2 separate regions of the Canis lupus genome follow, and region 1 is linked to region 2. The links are chromatin contacts, called in public Hi-C maps. All regions are on one chromosome and are shown on one strand. The core of a region is the stretch at or near the end of the contact, and the rest is flanking DNA. Distances in the headings are between cores, read along the strand shown.

What was found. Hi-C and Micro-C count contacts between places; a contact is called where the count stands out from the background.
Region 1: a Hi-C map of skin fibroblasts shows a contact between it and region 2, with 5 times the contacts expected there. The contact joins the promoter of KLF6 here to the enhancer-like site in region 2. A contact is called at or near these places in 2 of 9 Hi-C or Micro-C datasets (amygdala and skin fibroblasts).

What each region holds. Positions count from the first base shown.
Region 1 is chr2:30,686,855-30,690,868 of UU_Cfam_GSD_1.0, reverse strand. KLF6 (Krueppel-like factor 6) reads right to left here and starts at 1,970. Exons shown (of 4, transcript XM_038530210.1): 1 at 1,613-1,970. The coding sequence starts at 1,714.
Region 2 is chr2:29,791,470-29,795,052 of UU_Cfam_GSD_1.0, reverse strand. No RefSeq gene overlaps it. Among named protein-coding and RNA genes, the nearest start is that of AKR1E2, 55 kb to the right of the region's middle. Within about 2 kb of position 2,137, at least 3 of the 20 cell types and tissues checked have an H3K27ac peak or open chromatin away from gene starts, as enhancers often do.

The DNA of each region.
Region 1 (4,014 bases), core at 721-3,220, 900 kb before region 2:
AGTGCCCACTACAGGGTTCCGAGAAGCAGTGTTCCGAGGAGCGGCGGCAGGCAAGGTACGTTGCTGATGCGCCAAGGAGAAAGGAAAGCACATTTGCCTCGATCCTGTTAAACTTTCATAATCTGGCTAATTTGAAATCTCCATTATGCTGATAAGCACTGGGGACCGAGACGGAGCTCTTGGAGAGTTTAAAAGGCTCCGGAGGCGACCGGGAGCTCAGCCTGGCTTGGGGCCCAAATCCCAAATGCCCGAAGGAAACTACTTAGATCAATTTCAATCACGTCCTAGGGAGCAGCTTCTTTAGGAGGAAGGGGGGGGGAGGGGAGAGGAAGGCAGGATCGGGCTTGGAACAATTAAGCAGGCATGTGAAGGTTGCAACACTTTGCATTTCATCCCTTTTAAAAGCTTTCTAGGCTTTGAAACGCACAGAATATGTTTGATCTGCTAATTCACTTTGTGACAAAAAGCAAACAGCCAGGCAGGGCACGGAGACAGCCCCGACCCCTCCTTCTATCTTTTTAAAGACAATGGGACAAGTGTCACAATCTCTCTTCTCCCTTCAGGCAATCCTCACGAATTGGGGGAGTGGGAGGAGGTGGGGGGGGAGAAGAGGTTAACTTTCCTAAATGTCCAATGTCAAAAAACTCCAGTTCCACTAAAAAAAAAGAAAAAGAAAAAGAAAAAGAAAAAGAAAAAAAAAAGAAAGAAAAGAAAAAAACAGGAAAAAAAAAACATGCCGGAAACCGAGACTCTTCTCCTCAAACTCAGACTTAAAGCAATTTGGACCGGCTCATTGTCATATGACTGAGAAGTCACTGGTTGTGCAAACATTGTTGGCTTTTTTTTTTTTTTTCCTCCTCTCTCTTTCTGGTCAACAAAAGACGCAGGTAAAGAAAAACAAGGCAGATCGAAACACATCTTAAGGATTTCCAAAGAGGAAGGAGAAACTGGAAATGGCCCAGGAGGGACAACGAGCTGGTGGAAAGATTTCACTGGTGACATTTTTAATTGGGGGGGGGGGGGACAAAAACTGTCAGTACAAACATAAAAAAAAAAAAAAAAAAGCAAAACACAAACGATTTCTCCATTTCGGAAAAAAAAAAAAAAAAGGCAACAACAAACCCTTGGCACTGTACGGCGGCTCCCAGGAGCAGCTCCAGCGGCGGAGAGTGGAGCTGCTGGGAGCAGCAAAGTTCTGCCCAGGGCTGCCCAGGGCAGAAGCCGCGAGCCCGGGGCTGCCCTCCCGAGGCTGCGCCCCTGCAGCCCGGGCCCCGGCCGCCGCGCCGCGCTCCGGTGACAGCCCTGCTCCGCGCCGTCCCCGGCTCCTCGCAGGTGCCTCCCGCACGCACGCAGCACAGGCTCGTTCTCAGGCTCAGGATTTTATGTATTTATTTTATTTTTTTTATTTTTAACAAAATGTACGCAAACCATCCAAAACAAAAAACAAAAAAAACAAAAAACACAAAAAAAAAACAAACAAACAAAAAAAAAGAAAAATAAGAGAAGGAGGAGGAGGAGGAGGAGCGCGCACGCCGGAGCGCCGAGCATCCAGCCCGCGCGGGCTTGCACGGTGCTGGCGGCCCGGGCACCTGGCCCCGCGAGCGCGGCTTACCTGTTGCCAGTACTCCTCCAGGGAGGGCAGCGCCGAGAAGTAGCCGGTCTCGTGCACGATCTGCAGCTCCTGGAAGATGCTGCACATGGGCAGTACGTCCATGTCGGGCTGGAAGAGGCAGTCCCCGCCGCCGCCGAGAACGCAGGGAGCTGTGCGGGCTGGAGCCGGGAGCGCAGCGGCCGTGCCTGCAGCGCCGGGGAAAGTTTCATGCAAACTCAGCGCGCAGCAGTGAGGCGCCGCGGGTTCGGATCCTGCCGGAGCCCGGAGACGCGCTCGCGAGCCCACACAATATTTGCAAACACCGGACTGACTGCAAACGTAACCCCTGCAAAACTTCCCTATTCAAAGCTCCGCTGCCAGCCTCCCCCCTCCTCCCCGCCCGGCTCCCCCCACTCCCTCCCCCCACGTGACTCGCCCATGCCCGCCCCGCGCGCCGCCCAATCACGCTGCGCCCGGCCCGGGGGCCGCGCGCCGGTGATGTCAGCTCCGGCCAATGGCGGGCGGCGACTCACAGCGGCCCCGCCTGGCGTGACCGAGCCTCTCCGTCAGCCGCCCGGCCATTGGCCCAATTCGAACTTCAGGCGGCGCTGATTGGACGGCGTCCTCGCAGGCTATTTTTAGCAGGGTATATAAGGCGCGGGCCGCCGCGCGCCGGAGGAGTCGGCGCTGGGAGGTGCGGGCCGAGCGGCTCAGTGCGCCCGCGGCCGCCCGACCGGCCGAGCCGCTCCTCCGCCCGCGCCCGGGCCCGGACCCGGACCCCGGACCCCGGACCCCCCGCTCCCCGCTCCCCGCTCCCCGGCCGCGTCACCCAGGCCCCGGGACGCTCCGCGCCCCGCCCCCCGGACCCGGTCCCGGTCCCGGTGCCCCCGCCGAGCCGCTCCGTGCGCCGCGCTGCCCGGCCGGCCGCCCTCGGGCCTCCGCGCCCCGGCCCCGGCCCCGGCCCCAGCCCCGGCCCTGCCCCCGGACGCCCCTCCGTCCCCCCGCCCCGCGGCCGCCCCGGGCCTCGCCTCCGCCCTGGCATCCTCTGCCCCCGCCCCCGCCGTGCACCCGCCCCGCCCCCCGTGCGTGCCCCCTGCCCCCTCCCGTGCATCCTCCCCTGCCTCCCTCGCCCATCCTCCCTGCTCCCCTCGCCCATCCTCTGCCCCCCCCCCCCCCCCCCCCGTGCATCCTCCTCGGCCCCCCTCATCCATCCTCTGCTCCCCTCACCCATCCTCCTCTGCCCCCCTCACCCGTCCTCCCTGCCCCCCTCACCCATCCTCCTCGGCCTCCCCCCTCCCATGCATCCTCCCCTGACCCCCTCGCCCATCCTCCCTGCTCCCCTCGCCCATCCTCTGCCCCCCCTCCCCCCCGTGCATCCTCCTCGGCCCCCCTCATCCATCCTCTGCTCCCCTCACCCATCTTCCTCTGCCCCCCTCACCCGTCCTCCCTGCCCCCCTCACCCATCCTCCTCGGCCTCCCCCCTCCCGTGCATCCTCCCCTGCCTCCCTCGCCCATCCTCCCTGCTCCCCTCGCCCATCCTCTGCCCCCCCTCCCCCCCGTGCATCCTCCTCGGCCCCCCTCATCCATCCTCTGCTCCCCTCACCCATCTTCCTCTGCCCCCCTCACCCGTCCTCCCTGCCCCCCTCACCCATCCTCCTCGGCCTCCCCCCTCCCATGCATCCTCCCCTGACCCCCTCGCCCATCCCCTCTGCTCCCCTCGCCCATTCCCTCTGCCCCCCTCACCCATCCTCCCCTGCCCCCCCTCCTCCATCCTCCTCTGCCCCCAGTGCATCCTCCTCGGGCTTCCCCCTCTCCCGTGCATCCTCCCGTGTCCCCCTCGCCCATCCTCCTCAGCCCCCGTCATCCATCCTCTCTGCCCCCCTCGCCCATCCTCCCCGCCCCCGTGCATCCTCCCTGCCCCCCCACCCATCCTCCTCTACTCCCCTCACCCATCCTCTTCTGCTCCCTCATCCGTCCTCCCTGCCCCCTCACCCATCCTCCTCTGCCCCCCTTGCCCATCCTCCCCTGCCCCCCTCGCCCATCCTCCCCTGCCCCCCTCGCCCATCCTCCCCTGTCCCCCTCACCCATCCTCCTCTGCCCCCCTCATCCGTCCTCCCTGCCCGCCTCACCTATCTTCCTCTGTGCCCCTCATCCAATCTCCTCCGTCCCCTGCCTCCATCCTCTTCTGCATTCCCTGTCCATCCTCTGTCCTCTGATTGACTCCGTCTCCTCTGACCCGTCTGTGTCCCCCGTCCACCCTCCTCTACCTCTCCTATCTTGCACTATCTCCCTCCATGCTCCTCTGTCCCCCACCCTCTTCTGTCCTCCCACCTTGTCCCCCTCTGTTCCTCTCTGTCCTCTGCTCCTACCTCATTCCCCCTCTGTCCTCATCCTCTTCTGTCCCCCGTCCATCCTCCTCTGTC
Region 2 (3,583 bases), core at 888-3,387:
AGGTTTTTGTGTTTTTGTAATGGAGGCCCTTTTGCAAATCAATATAAAATGACCTGAAATGGGGCACAGACCGGAAAGCCATTTGTTTTAATGGGGTCTTAAGAAAAGATGTGTAAAAAAAGGATATGGCTTTACTGTCTTCTTAATAAATCAAACAAGGAATAGTTTGTAGAATAGGAAATGTAACTTGGAGAAAATTGAATTACATTTTAAAAACAGAATAATCCTGGATGTTGTTTTGAGAGCCACAAATCTCATACTTTATCTCTTCAGTATTAACATTTCTTTCATCCTTTGAACCCCAAAAAACTAATAGTAGGTTACACATCCGAATGCAAACTAATATGTGAAATTGATTATTCCAGTATTTTGAGAAGTATTTAGAACATAAAATTAAAATTCGCATATTAATGAAATTAACCCAATTTGCAAATCCACTTACTAATCCAAATATCCAATAATAGTTGATTATTGAAAATGCCCAGCTTTAGAAAAGTAAAACGCACATAAGACTGCTCAAGTTTCTAATACTCAGCTTAGAAACATGGAGTATGAAATTTACTTTGCTGCCAGAATTTCTTCTTTCCTAAACCTGAAAATAATTCTGATGTCTTAAGCTCAAGATAATATTTCAGGCCACAGTTAAAATCATCGCTTTGTTTTTTATTCTGCCCGTGACTTGTACCAGCTATGTAATTGGGAGCTAATAGGAAAGAGTAGAAAAACACTAACTTTTTGACAACTTCTGTTTTTCTTCGAGAAGTAAAATGTACTCACTACCCCAGTGGATAAATTTACACAGGCAAATTCCCACTTAATAATATTTCCTAATAAAGTCCTTAAAATATTACTTGGCTTTTTCTTTTCTTTTTAAAGTTTGGAATTTCTCTGTCTGGTTTTGGAATCAATAAACAAATACAGTGCTACAGTACATAGGACTTGGTATGGACTCGATCAGATTCTTTAAAACATTGTTTTTTTCTGTTTCTTTTTTTAGGTTTCCTGTTGGCCTGCCCCACTGTGTTCTCCTGTGCCTTAGAAACCATATGGGGAAGTAATAAAGTGCATCTCCCTGCCCACAGATAAGCAGTGTTTATTAAACAACCAAGAGAAATAGTGAGAGCTCATTACAACCGGTTTCACGTGGCCATTCGGTCATTCAGAGCAAAGGACAAGACCAGGACACAGGAAACACCCGTGAAAAGGGACAATGGATAATGGGCAGTGGCACAGCTTAATTTTTAACAAAACACAAAAGAAGTTAGACATGACCTTAGACAAAACACAAAGCAGCAACAGCATTGCTGTCGATTGCCTTTTAAAGCTGGTTTCCTGCAAGGAGGAGGAGACAGAAACAGGCCTTTGCATCTCAAAAATGTGTTTTTCTTTAGCACCGAGTCCTGCGCACTGTAGCTGTCCTTAGTAACAGCAGAAATTGATATGGTCTCCCGAGGATTTCCTTCCTGGGAATTTCGAAGACCTGAAGACACATGCTTGAGGATTTAGCTCCATCTACAGGAAGCAGGAAATAAGACAAATTCGTTGTAAACAAAGTACACACCCTAATAGGAAGATAAGATTGTTTTTGGTTCTTGCAGATGATGCTTTGGGCTGAGAAAGTTCTGGACAAGAAAGGAAAGTGAAGGGTAGACAATACGTGGCTCATTCATTACTGAGCCTTTGGATCAACTTTAGAATTTTCATTGTAAACTTAAAAGAAAAAAAAAGTGTTGACGTAGGTTCATCCTTGGTTAAAAATTATTTTTAATTAAATTAAAAAGTACCACTCTGGTGAAGGATATTGGTTGTGGGGAGCCTATTGTGTGTGTGTGGTAGGGGGTCCAGAGGGTATATGGGAAATCTCTGTACTCGCCTCTTGATTTTTTTTTGCAAAACCTAAAACTGCTCTGGAAAAAAAAAAAACAAATATCTTTTTTAAAAATTCTCATGTAGAGTCTGCCCAGAGCCAGAAGTGTCCGTGTTCACACCCCCTCCAGGCTCAGGAAAGTATGGTCATTTTAGACATCCTAGGTCTTAGTTCTGGGTCCTGCCGATCCCCCTGCTTTCCCTGGAGCAGGGACTGCAGTCCTTCCTTTACTGAATCTGCTCCCTCCCAGGCCACATGGGCTCCCAGGGCCCCAGGGCTACGGCTTCCTCAGAACACGCGTCTAGTTCACAGGCAGGCACCCGCCACCATCTCCCTGGGTCTCCCACTCCCAGGACAGGGTGGCTGTTCTGGACCTTCTCAGGTTTGCTCTCCTTGAAGAATCTCTTCTCCAGGCCAATAACTAAGGTCAGGGGCCAGGACCAGATCATTGGGTCAAACGTACCCTTTTCAACAAGACCTTCTTTCCTTCTTTCTTTCTTCTTTAAGATTTTATTTTTAAGTAACCTCTACATCCAACGTGGGCTTCGAACTCACAAACCCAAGGACCTTCTTTAAGAAAAATACAAAAATATGTACAAGCATTGCATATTTGTTTGAAATGAAATACACATCTGCATAAATGACAAGATTTTTTAAAAGCTGAAAATGCCACAAACATCACATCTAGAAAAAAAAGATTCTTTCATTAATTAGCTGCCCAACCTCTATGATGCTTTTACCTGCATTTTTGACCATAGTGTCTTTGACCATCTCTGCCTCTGGAAATACTTTTGTAGCATAACTTTTATATATAAAAAAATAATAATATTAATTCCATTTTGTTCTGTAGCTAGGCAGGTCAGAGTCTGAGTGTTTGTTATTGAAGGTTTCGAGCAGCTCACGTCATTTTCATAATTCATTGTTGATAATTTTGCATAAATTTTTAGGATTCTCACCAAATTCAAGGAAATCTTTGTCGAGGTTATTGCTCATCTGAGCTGCAGGATTTCAGAGTATTCCAAATATCCTTGTGTAGTGAGTAATCATAAACAGTCTGCATTAACAGCACTTATTTTCCATCATGTGTGACATTTGAGAACTCTGGAAAAAAGAAAAAGGATCCAAGATTATGGCATCCATCAAAGCAAACCAAATGTCCTCCTGAGGTTATATCATGTAATCAGGTTGCTCTTGGATTCACACAATGTCACAGGGACACTTGTTTGAATAGGACAGTGTTTAATAGGACATTTTCTGTGCGTGCTACTTGGTCTCTGCTATGGACTGAATGTGTCTTCCTCAAATTTGTATGTTGAAGTCTGAATCACAATGTGATGGTATTTAGAGGTAGGGCCTTGGGGAAACGCAGCCTGTATGAGGGAGACCATTGCCCTTATAAGAAGAGACACAGAGAGGTGGCCACATTCCAGAAGACACAAAGAGAACGCGGCTCTCTGACACCCAGAGGACATGTTGATCTCAGACTCCCAGGCTCCAGAGCTGTGGGAAATCAGTGTTGGTCGCTTAAGCCCCCCAAGTCTGTGGCATCTTTATTATAGCAGCCTGGGCCAGCTGATGCAATCTGGGGCCATGAGACTCTATGGAGACAAGATGCCTGGCCGCACAGCTGTGGACTTACAGAGACAAAGGTGAGTGCTAACCTGGCAGAGACAATTCACCACCACAGGAGGGAAGGGGGTCTGGGGAAGGCTGAAC